Regions from separate parts of the Triticum aestivum genome. Here region 1 is linked to region 2. Evidence: chromatin contacts called from public Hi-C data. All regions are on one chromosome and are shown on one strand. The core of a region is the stretch at or near the end of the contact, and the rest is flanking DNA. Distances in the headings are between cores, read along the strand shown.

Region 1 (4,104 bases), core at 1,221-3,720, 280 kb before region 2:
CAGACTCCACAGCTTCCATCCACCATGAAACCTCTGTAGGCTTCTCATCGAGATCATTTGGCCAGTCAGGATACATGTCACCATCCTTGAAAAAGTTCACAACTCCATCATCTGCACCTTCAGGAAGTTCCCCACATTCAGCAATTACGGCATCAACTGTGGGACGGTCAGCTTCTCCAACAGGAATGTGCTCACAAGAACGAACCACACCCATTCCCTTTATTACTCTCGCAAAAACTACATGTTTCCCATCTAAATGAGGTGTTCGGGTGGTAGTGATGAAAAATTGAGATCCATTTGTGTTGGGGCCAGAATTGGCCATAGATAATATTCCCTTCCTCTCATGCTTTAAAATAAAATTCTCATCCTCAAATTTCGATCCATAAATCGACTCCCCTCCTGTTCCATCACCAGCAGTAAAATCTCCACCTTGTACCATAAAACCTTTGATAATGCGATGGAAGTATGATCCCTGCAAGAATATCAATTACCAAAGATGTGTCAAGTGCTTACTGTGAAGAACTAGTAAGCGAATCAGTGCAGCATAAACAGTTGTGACAACATCAAACTTTCACCATGACTTTTGTTGGTTGAAATTGGAAAATGGAAATTAGAAAAAATAATAGTTTTCAACACAGAAGAACACCGATAAATTCCATCCGTTAGGAAGAAGAATGATCATCGATAATATCAGAAGTTAAGATGGTGAGTGGCTCTGTCCAGAAACACTGCAACCAAAAATACCCATCATGCACATTCAGAATCCATATCCAAATGCACATCACACAGTCTCCAACAGGTAAGCAGAAAGAAATCAGCTAGTACTACTGCACTTACTCTCAGTTCGCACGCATCACTGTTCTCATAAACATTAGTTTCACTCAGGTTGAGTGCGGAAGGCCAAGCAGTTACCCAAAAGCTAAGCACGTGGCAACCAACAAATTGTGTCCTCACTTTATGTAAGAACAGTGACCAAAACATAAATCAAAATGAGTGGCAAACAAAATCAAGATACAGTGATGGCTTCTGTCCTTCCAAAAGGCTACAAGGCCAGCTGCGCAACGAATGTTTCTTTATGGAGACAAAATTCTCCGGATTACTCAAAATTGGTCTGCTATGTTTTCGCTTAAAATAAAGAGGTGCAGTGTTTTGCACTAACTGGCCTGTCAATGGAATATTTTGTGATGAAAGTACCACATGCACACACTATTGCGAACAGCACCGTAGTTCCTCGCGCGTACAAGAATCTCCATGTGATCTAATCACTGCATTGTAAGGCTGATAGCAAATCATTGCCTATTCATACACAGATTTACGAGCACTGTAGCAGCACGAGGCAGATGTGCCAACTTTTAAGTGGGAAAAAGGAGTGTATTTACCAGGTTCCGACAAGCACATGCCCGCGCACAAAAGCTACCACGTGATGGTACTTATAGGTTAATATATGCATTGTGCAATTTTGGAATGAAGTCAAAAGGGAGGGGGCCCTTATTAACAGTGGCAGGACTTGTGGTACTAGCAGTGTTAACTGTACATCAAAGGACACGAATTGTTTTTTGACAGGCAAAGGACAGGATTTGACATCACAGGGAAAGTAATAGTACTACTTTCTGAGTACAAAGGAAAAAGTAGGCACTGGTCCGGCTAGGTTAGAGCATAGATTGAGCAAAATCCAGCCATGTGACAAAAAGGGGGCGATATTTACAAAGACGGGTTCCAATTATCAGCAGGAGCAGCTATGTAATTACACGGGAAGCAAATCCCTCCCGACCAAAACGAAGCCTCTGAAGAAATTGATCTACAAGAAATAGGAGGGCAGACCATACGAAATCCGGGTCAAAACCCTATATTGTCAATTGCATCAGAAAAAGCAATTTTCGCTGAAAAAGGTAACAGGAGCAGCCAAATCGCACCAAAACTCAGATGTTCTGACACTAAACGGCACAATTATTATGCAAACTACTCCCCAATCGCTCAAGAGTGTCGCTCAACCAGACCAAATTGCATTTTGCACCACTCGAACCACTCGGCGACAGCACCGAAGGAATCAAATCAGAAGGTGCTCTAATCAGTAAGCACTCAATACACTAACCTTATAGTGGAGCGGCTTGCCGGAGGCGCCGACGCCCTTCTCGCCGGTGCAGAGCGCGCGGAAATTCTCCGCCGTCCGCGGGACCACGGACGCGTACAGCTCTATCACGATCCTCCCCTCCATCTCGCCGCCGATGGTGATGTCCATGAAGCACCTCGGGTTTTTCACCTCCGCCGCCGCCGCCGCTGGGGCCGGTGCTGCGCCCTCCATTGCTCCGACGAAGGGACCGGGGATCAAACCCTAGCCTGGGTGGAGCTTGTCGAGGTGCGGCGGAAGCGGAGGTGGTGGTGGCGCTCGTCCGTTACCACGGGAGAATAACGGCGAGAACCGCGTCTGGGCACGAGGGGTGGACCGAGGGGGGTGGGGGTGGGGGCTAGGGTAAAGTTTTCCGGTCCCGGAGTTTTATCGGGTAGGTGTGGGTTTATCGGGTCCTCGCTGAGGGCAAAATAGTCTATTGCAACGTGAACGGTTTTCAGCGTACCTCGGCATCTGGGCCGGCCCAGCCCATGCTTAAATGTGCCTAGCATGGCACGGCCTGCAGCGCACATCTAACATTTTCTGGCCTGATTACCTCAAAAAACACAGAAGAAAAAAAATAAAAATAAAAATAAAATGGACGCCGATAACTGCCACACGTGTGGTGTATCGGTTGGTTGTGCCGCACGCCCTGTGTGGCACGGAGATGACCCCGCCCGCACGACCGCGTCCGGGCGTGCGCAGCCACAGCCCGCACGTCCGGTGTGTGGCAAAATCGCCCACACGTCCGGGCAAACGACCGCGCCGCCCGCATGACCCGGCACGCCAGTCGTCCCGGCCTCCTCTCGATCCCCAGTCCGACCTGCCGCCATCGTCTCCTACCTCTCGATCCCCTACCTCCATCGCCTTCCTTCTCTGGTTGCCATGGCAACCAGGACAGATCCATAGCGCCTTCCCACCGCCAACCACCCACCCCCACCCCCCAACCCCGCCCTCCCAAGACGACGAGCAAAAAGCAGGTCGATCTCCGATCTCCTTCTATTTCTCGTCCTTCTTCTTTCCAGAAATTTGAAATTGCAAATTTGCCCACGAAGATGGCGACTGGATCCACGCTATGAGGGAAAACACCCCACGGATTTATGTGTATTCGCATTTGCCCACCAACATACGCCAGATCTGCCATATACTATGCTAGAGTTGAGCTAAGCTTCTGGGTTGGCTTGGTATGAGTAGTTGGTAATGAAGGATGCGCATGAATCACTGAAAATAGGGAGAGAAAGGAGAAATTTGGCATAGGGAGGGAGAAAAAATATTTGCCACTTGTATCTAACATCAGTTGCCACCTATCGTGGTCGTTAGCTGCCATCATGTTGTCTTGTTGCTTGCCATCCTATTTTATTGGTTGTTGCCATCGCTTCAAAATGATAGCTGGCATCCAGATTTCAGAAAAGAGAATGAATGTGCATGTCCTACTTGCCATGATGTGTTGGTTGCCTACGCAGGAAATGTGATAAGATTGCCGTGTTATCTTCTACGTGCAAACAGCAAGAATGCATTTTGCGGATTGTTGATACGTTCTTGTTCATGCAGTGACTGAAAACACATTGGCAGAAAAAAAAGCGGAAGAATGAATCACGAAGACGGCAATGATCCTTGGTTTTCCCAAAGGCCGGAAATGCCCCCTGGGGTGCAGCAGAGTACAATCAACTCATTTCTGCAGGGCCTTTGCTGCCACTACTGGAGCAGTACGCGGGCATCGGTACGATGCATGATAAACAAAAAAGAAACAGTCGCCATGTTCGTGACGATGAAGATGTCATTCTACTTATGTCCTACAATCTCATTTTTCGCAGGTTCTTATGACCAAACCACAGTCAGGGGGGCACCATGGCAAGTTCAGTCACAGGGCGCTAACGCTGACAAATGTATGGGCAACCAACTTCAAGTAGCTCATGTGGCAAATCAAGGTAACGCATACGAAAAAGAAACTTACTGTTGTGGACATGAAATTAAACTTGCAAGGATGGCAAAAGACT
Region 2 (4,472 bases), core at 334-2,833:
TGGGCAGGAGAAATGTGAATGGAAAAAAAAATGAGCTTAGTGTGATTCAAGCTAGCGACCTCGAACATGCACACGCATCAATTAACCACTGCAACCCAATATGAGTTGATGTCCATATATACAAAGGCACTTCTTTTTATTTCTTTATACGTACAGGATCTCTAAAGTAAAATTAAAAATGATGAAGATGGTGCGGCTTGAACCCAAGCTATCAAGCACAAATTTACAGGAACCAACCATGGCGCCAGACACAAATTCACGTCAAAGAAGAGATACACTTGATTTTATACTGAAAACGCCCGAGATTATCATCAGTTGGCTCGCAACGTATTGGAAAAAATCGATGGAAATTTATACAATATGGATGAAATTCCATCATACATGTGCATGTGTCCTGTTAAATGAAAAAAATGGTGAAATTTTATACAATATGGATGAAATTTTGCACGGTATCATTCTGGAACTTTATGTTGCGTACTTAATTTTTTTCCAAAATAAAATAAAATGGGCTGATTTACATCTGGAGACATATTATGAAACCAGAAATTTTTATGATCCAGTTTTTTACGGGGAACCTATTTTTAAAGTTAGGTACGGTGTGCAAATTTGCAAAATAAAAGTAAAAATTAGTATGGCAGCCAACTATATATAATAAAAATTCGGATTATCTCTTTAGAGGACGAATGTCATCCAGGTCAAGGGTTCAATCCGCGGGCTCCTATTTTTTGTGTAGATTTTTGATAATTTCTGTCTTATGAGGATACGAAGATTCCAGTTATGCTAATTAAACGTCAAGCACCACTGGTATGTTGGCTACCCATGCGTGGCACTAAGAAGTAGATCATGGTTTGAACCCCACCCACATCAACATTTTTCCAAATTTTTTTGACAGATCCTATACGTAAAGAAATAAAATCAAGTGTGTCTCTCTATGGACACCAACTTGTACTATGTGCAGTGGTTAGGACGTGTATGTACATGCTCGAGGTCACTAGCATGAATCTCCCCGGGGACATTTTTCCTTTTACATTTTTCCCACCCCATCTCGCGCTGACAAGCGGGTCCAGACAAGGGTCTTTTGCGTAATTAAATATAAACTGAGGGGTGTTTCTTCAAAAAAATTGCACGTGTCACATGAAGTGCTTCCAGTCACTGACAGTGGCCCCGCCATGCTATCACGCTACGTAAGCGCGGGATACATTGAATACGGGCAAAGTGTGACCGTGTGACTGCAATTTCGTATTTTTAAACTTCCAGCATCAAACTGAATATGTGATGCAAGTTTTATGACTCCTGGTGCTCAATATTTAGGGTCTTCGCTAGAGTTGCTCTCACTCGGCGGAAAAAGGCCCGCGTCGGCTCCACCGCCCGCCCTGCCTGCCCCTGCCTCTCGGGCGCCGTGATTTGGCCTCACGCTGTCCTGACTTCCCAAGCTATTCTGCCTCCTCCTCCCCCAAATCTGGTCTCCGCCCACGTCGGGTCGCTGTCCCGTCACCTGGCGGAGCGGCGCGGGACGTCGACAGCACACGGCGGTCGGCGCCTCAACCGGCCGGGCCCCTCACCCCGTGGCCACCCTCTGCGCGGCGCGTAGCGTAGACCGTCGTCGCCAGCCTTTCTCTCGGGTTCCTGCACCGCGGCGCGATCGGCCATGCTGCGGCGGGCATGCGCGGCCGTCCCGGCCATTTGGCTGGCAAGTACAGACGTGAGCCGGTGGCGCCGTCCGTGTCCTGCAATTATTGGGGGCTGTCTTGGATTTCTTGGCCGCGCACAGTCGAGAGAGTCAAAGCCATAGTTGAGTGCAGTTATCGTGGTGGCCCGGGAGCTCGGTGCGGTTGCAGACTTGCAGGGTTGCAGTTATCGTATTGTCTGGTTCGTTCATGACGCGAAGAGATTCAGATGAAGTAGTGAAGGCCTCACCGACTCCATCGTATACTCCTCCGTCTCGTAATATAAGACGCTTTATAACACTAATATAGTGTTAAAAACGTCTTACATTATAGAATGGATGAAGTATATTTTTCGGAATGAGCCACCTAATAAACGACACAAGTGCGCAACCAGGAAAATATCAGGTGCTCCCAAGCTTTAGATGCTACGTTGATATAAGTTTCTAGGCCATTAGATCTCAGATCCAATGACATCTAAGCATTTTTTATACTTGTGCGCAATTTCTAAACTCTTTAAGTGCCTTTTCACTAAAATAATAAGACCCGAGGAGCTCGTATCACCGTAGTATATGAGGCTTGGAAGCACCTGATATTCTCTCGCGTGCAACCTCTGCCATTTGCACCAAAAGCGTGCGTAGGTGGTGCTCTGGCCCCACTCCGCACGGTCAAGGTATAGAAGTTAAGAAAAAAACAATTCGTCAAGCTTTATTACTCAGAAATACTCCTCCGTACTTGGTGATCTAAAAAGTCTTATATTAGTTTAGAGAGAGAGTAGTTTATACATGAGTGATAGTTGTATCATGAGTTTATAGCAATCAAAGCGTATCTACCTTGAGCTAAAGATGTACAAGTAAACTTGGTTAGATTTTTTTTTCTGAGAAACTATTAGCCTATTTATCTTCAATCATGACAGTACGAAGCACAACAGAGACGATAAAAAATTACAACCAGGTCCGTGGTCCACCTAACGACGACTACAAACATTGGAGCGACTCGAAGGCGCGTCACCGTCATCGCCCCTCCCTCTTGTAGTAGACTGTCGGGAAGGATCAATCGGGAATGTTCGTTGTGCTAAGACCCCATAGGACCAACGCACTAGAGCAGCAACAAACGCCGATGAAGAAACTCGTAGATAAGAAGGATCAAACCTTCAAACACCACAACAGCGAATGAAGACCGGATCCAAACAAATCCATCGAATACCAGCATCAACCGAATCCCGCGAGTCGAAGAGACACACTTCCACACACCCTCCGATGACACCAGACGCACCATCGAGACGGGGATAGAACGCGTGAGGCATTATGCCTACAGAGGGACGTTGTTGCCGCCACACGGCCCCAACCAAGACATTGAACCAAACAAGAATAAAAAAGGGGTCCCTCCCGCGGGCAGGAGACCGAGGTCCTCCGCACCTCTATGGCCTAGAGGCCATTTGAGATGAGGCGGACTAGCAGCGACGCCAACAAGAGGAGAAGGAAACCGTGGGATCTTTTCTTGTTGAGGAAGAAAAAGAAGGCCTTTCCACAAAGCCAGGTTGATGCCAGTAGTATCAAAATGGTGTAAAAGGCATAGATGGTGACCCTCATCCGTCTAGTTTTTCACTTTTCTTTTTTCTATGTTTTCCTATTGGTTTTTATTTTGGTTTTTTGGTTTATTTCTTTTTTGTTTGATTTTTCTTTTTTCCCTATTTTCGATTTTATTATTATTATTATTATTATTATTATTATTATCATTATCATTATTTCCTTATGTAAAAAAACTTGACATTTGTAAATCATAGTTCATTTTTAATACATATAAAATACTTTCTTGATACACGCTCAGTATTTTTCAAATGCATGTAAACAATTTGTCAAATTCACAATAAATATTATTTAAATACACTATGTACATTTTTATACACATGTTGAACATTTTTTTTAACTTAATGAACATATATATTTTAAACGTTTTAACATTTTTTAAATGCCATGAAATACTTTTTTTTTCTCAATGCTACAAACATTTTCTGAGAATTATGAAAACTTTTTTTGCATTTCATGAACATATTAGAAAAACATGATGAACATATTTTAAAACATGTGAATATTTTCTAAATTCTTGGCCATTTGTTTTATTGTCCCAAAAATAAATTAGTACACATTTTTTAGATTTCATGAACATTTTTAAATACATGATGAACATTTTAAATATATGAAAAATATTATTTTAACAGAAAAGACTTTATAAAAACATAATGGGATTTTTTTATGTTGGAAAAAACATTAAATACCTGATAATTTTTCTAATACATGATAAACCTTTTTTAGCAAATTTAGTACAGTAATATGTTTTCAAAACATATTTTTCATAAACATTTTAGAATATTTATATAAATGATGAAATAAAAAGACCAGCAAAATCAAATGTGTTACATAGTATGCAAAAACTAAACTAGCAATAAGACATGTTCATGGGATAAAACCGGTAGAGGCGAGACCACCATGGGACTTGCTACAAGCAAGATCTAGCCAAATCACTAGTTAAGGGGTAGCCCTTGCGAAAATTACTTTCATCTTGTGTGCAGGTGATAAATGACGCACTACATGTACGACACTTGCCACAACCTAGGAGTTTTGCGCTTTTATTGTAGTTTTTTTTTAAATTATCTCTTGAACCATGCGTTCAAATCATGAAACAGTTTCATTGTTGGGTTTTGATATTCGAAACTAGGTCCTACATTAATAGGTTTGGATGAACTTTTCTCCTATAAAAAACCAAAACAAACTAGAAATACAAAAAGTGAAAACAGAAGAAAAAAAG

What was found. A called contact is a pair of places that touch in the nucleus more often than the background predicts.
Region 1: a contact with region 2 is called in a Hi-C map of leaf, with 5 times the contacts expected there. The contact joins the promoter of LOC123165104 here to the enhancer-like site in region 2. A contact is called at or near these places in 3 of 5 Hi-C or Micro-C datasets (leaf and an unstated tissue) and 1 of 1 datasets of contacts at active chromatin or transcription factors (leaf).

Annotation. Positions count from the first base shown.
Region 1 is chr7D:131,771,273-131,775,376 of IWGSC CS RefSeq v2.1, reverse strand. LOC123165104 (peptidyl-prolyl cis-trans isomerase CYP40) reads right to left here and starts at 2,470. Exons shown (of 9, transcript XM_044582736.1): 1 at 2,093-2,470; 2 at 1-472. The coding sequence starts at 2,302.
Region 2 is chr7D:131,493,187-131,497,658 of IWGSC CS RefSeq v2.1, reverse strand. No RefSeq gene overlaps it. Among protein-coding and RNA genes, the nearest start is that of TRNAV-AAC, 4.0 kb to the right of the region's middle. Within about 2 kb of position 1,583, at least 3 of the 8 cell types and tissues checked have an H3K27ac peak or open chromatin away from gene starts, as enhancers often do.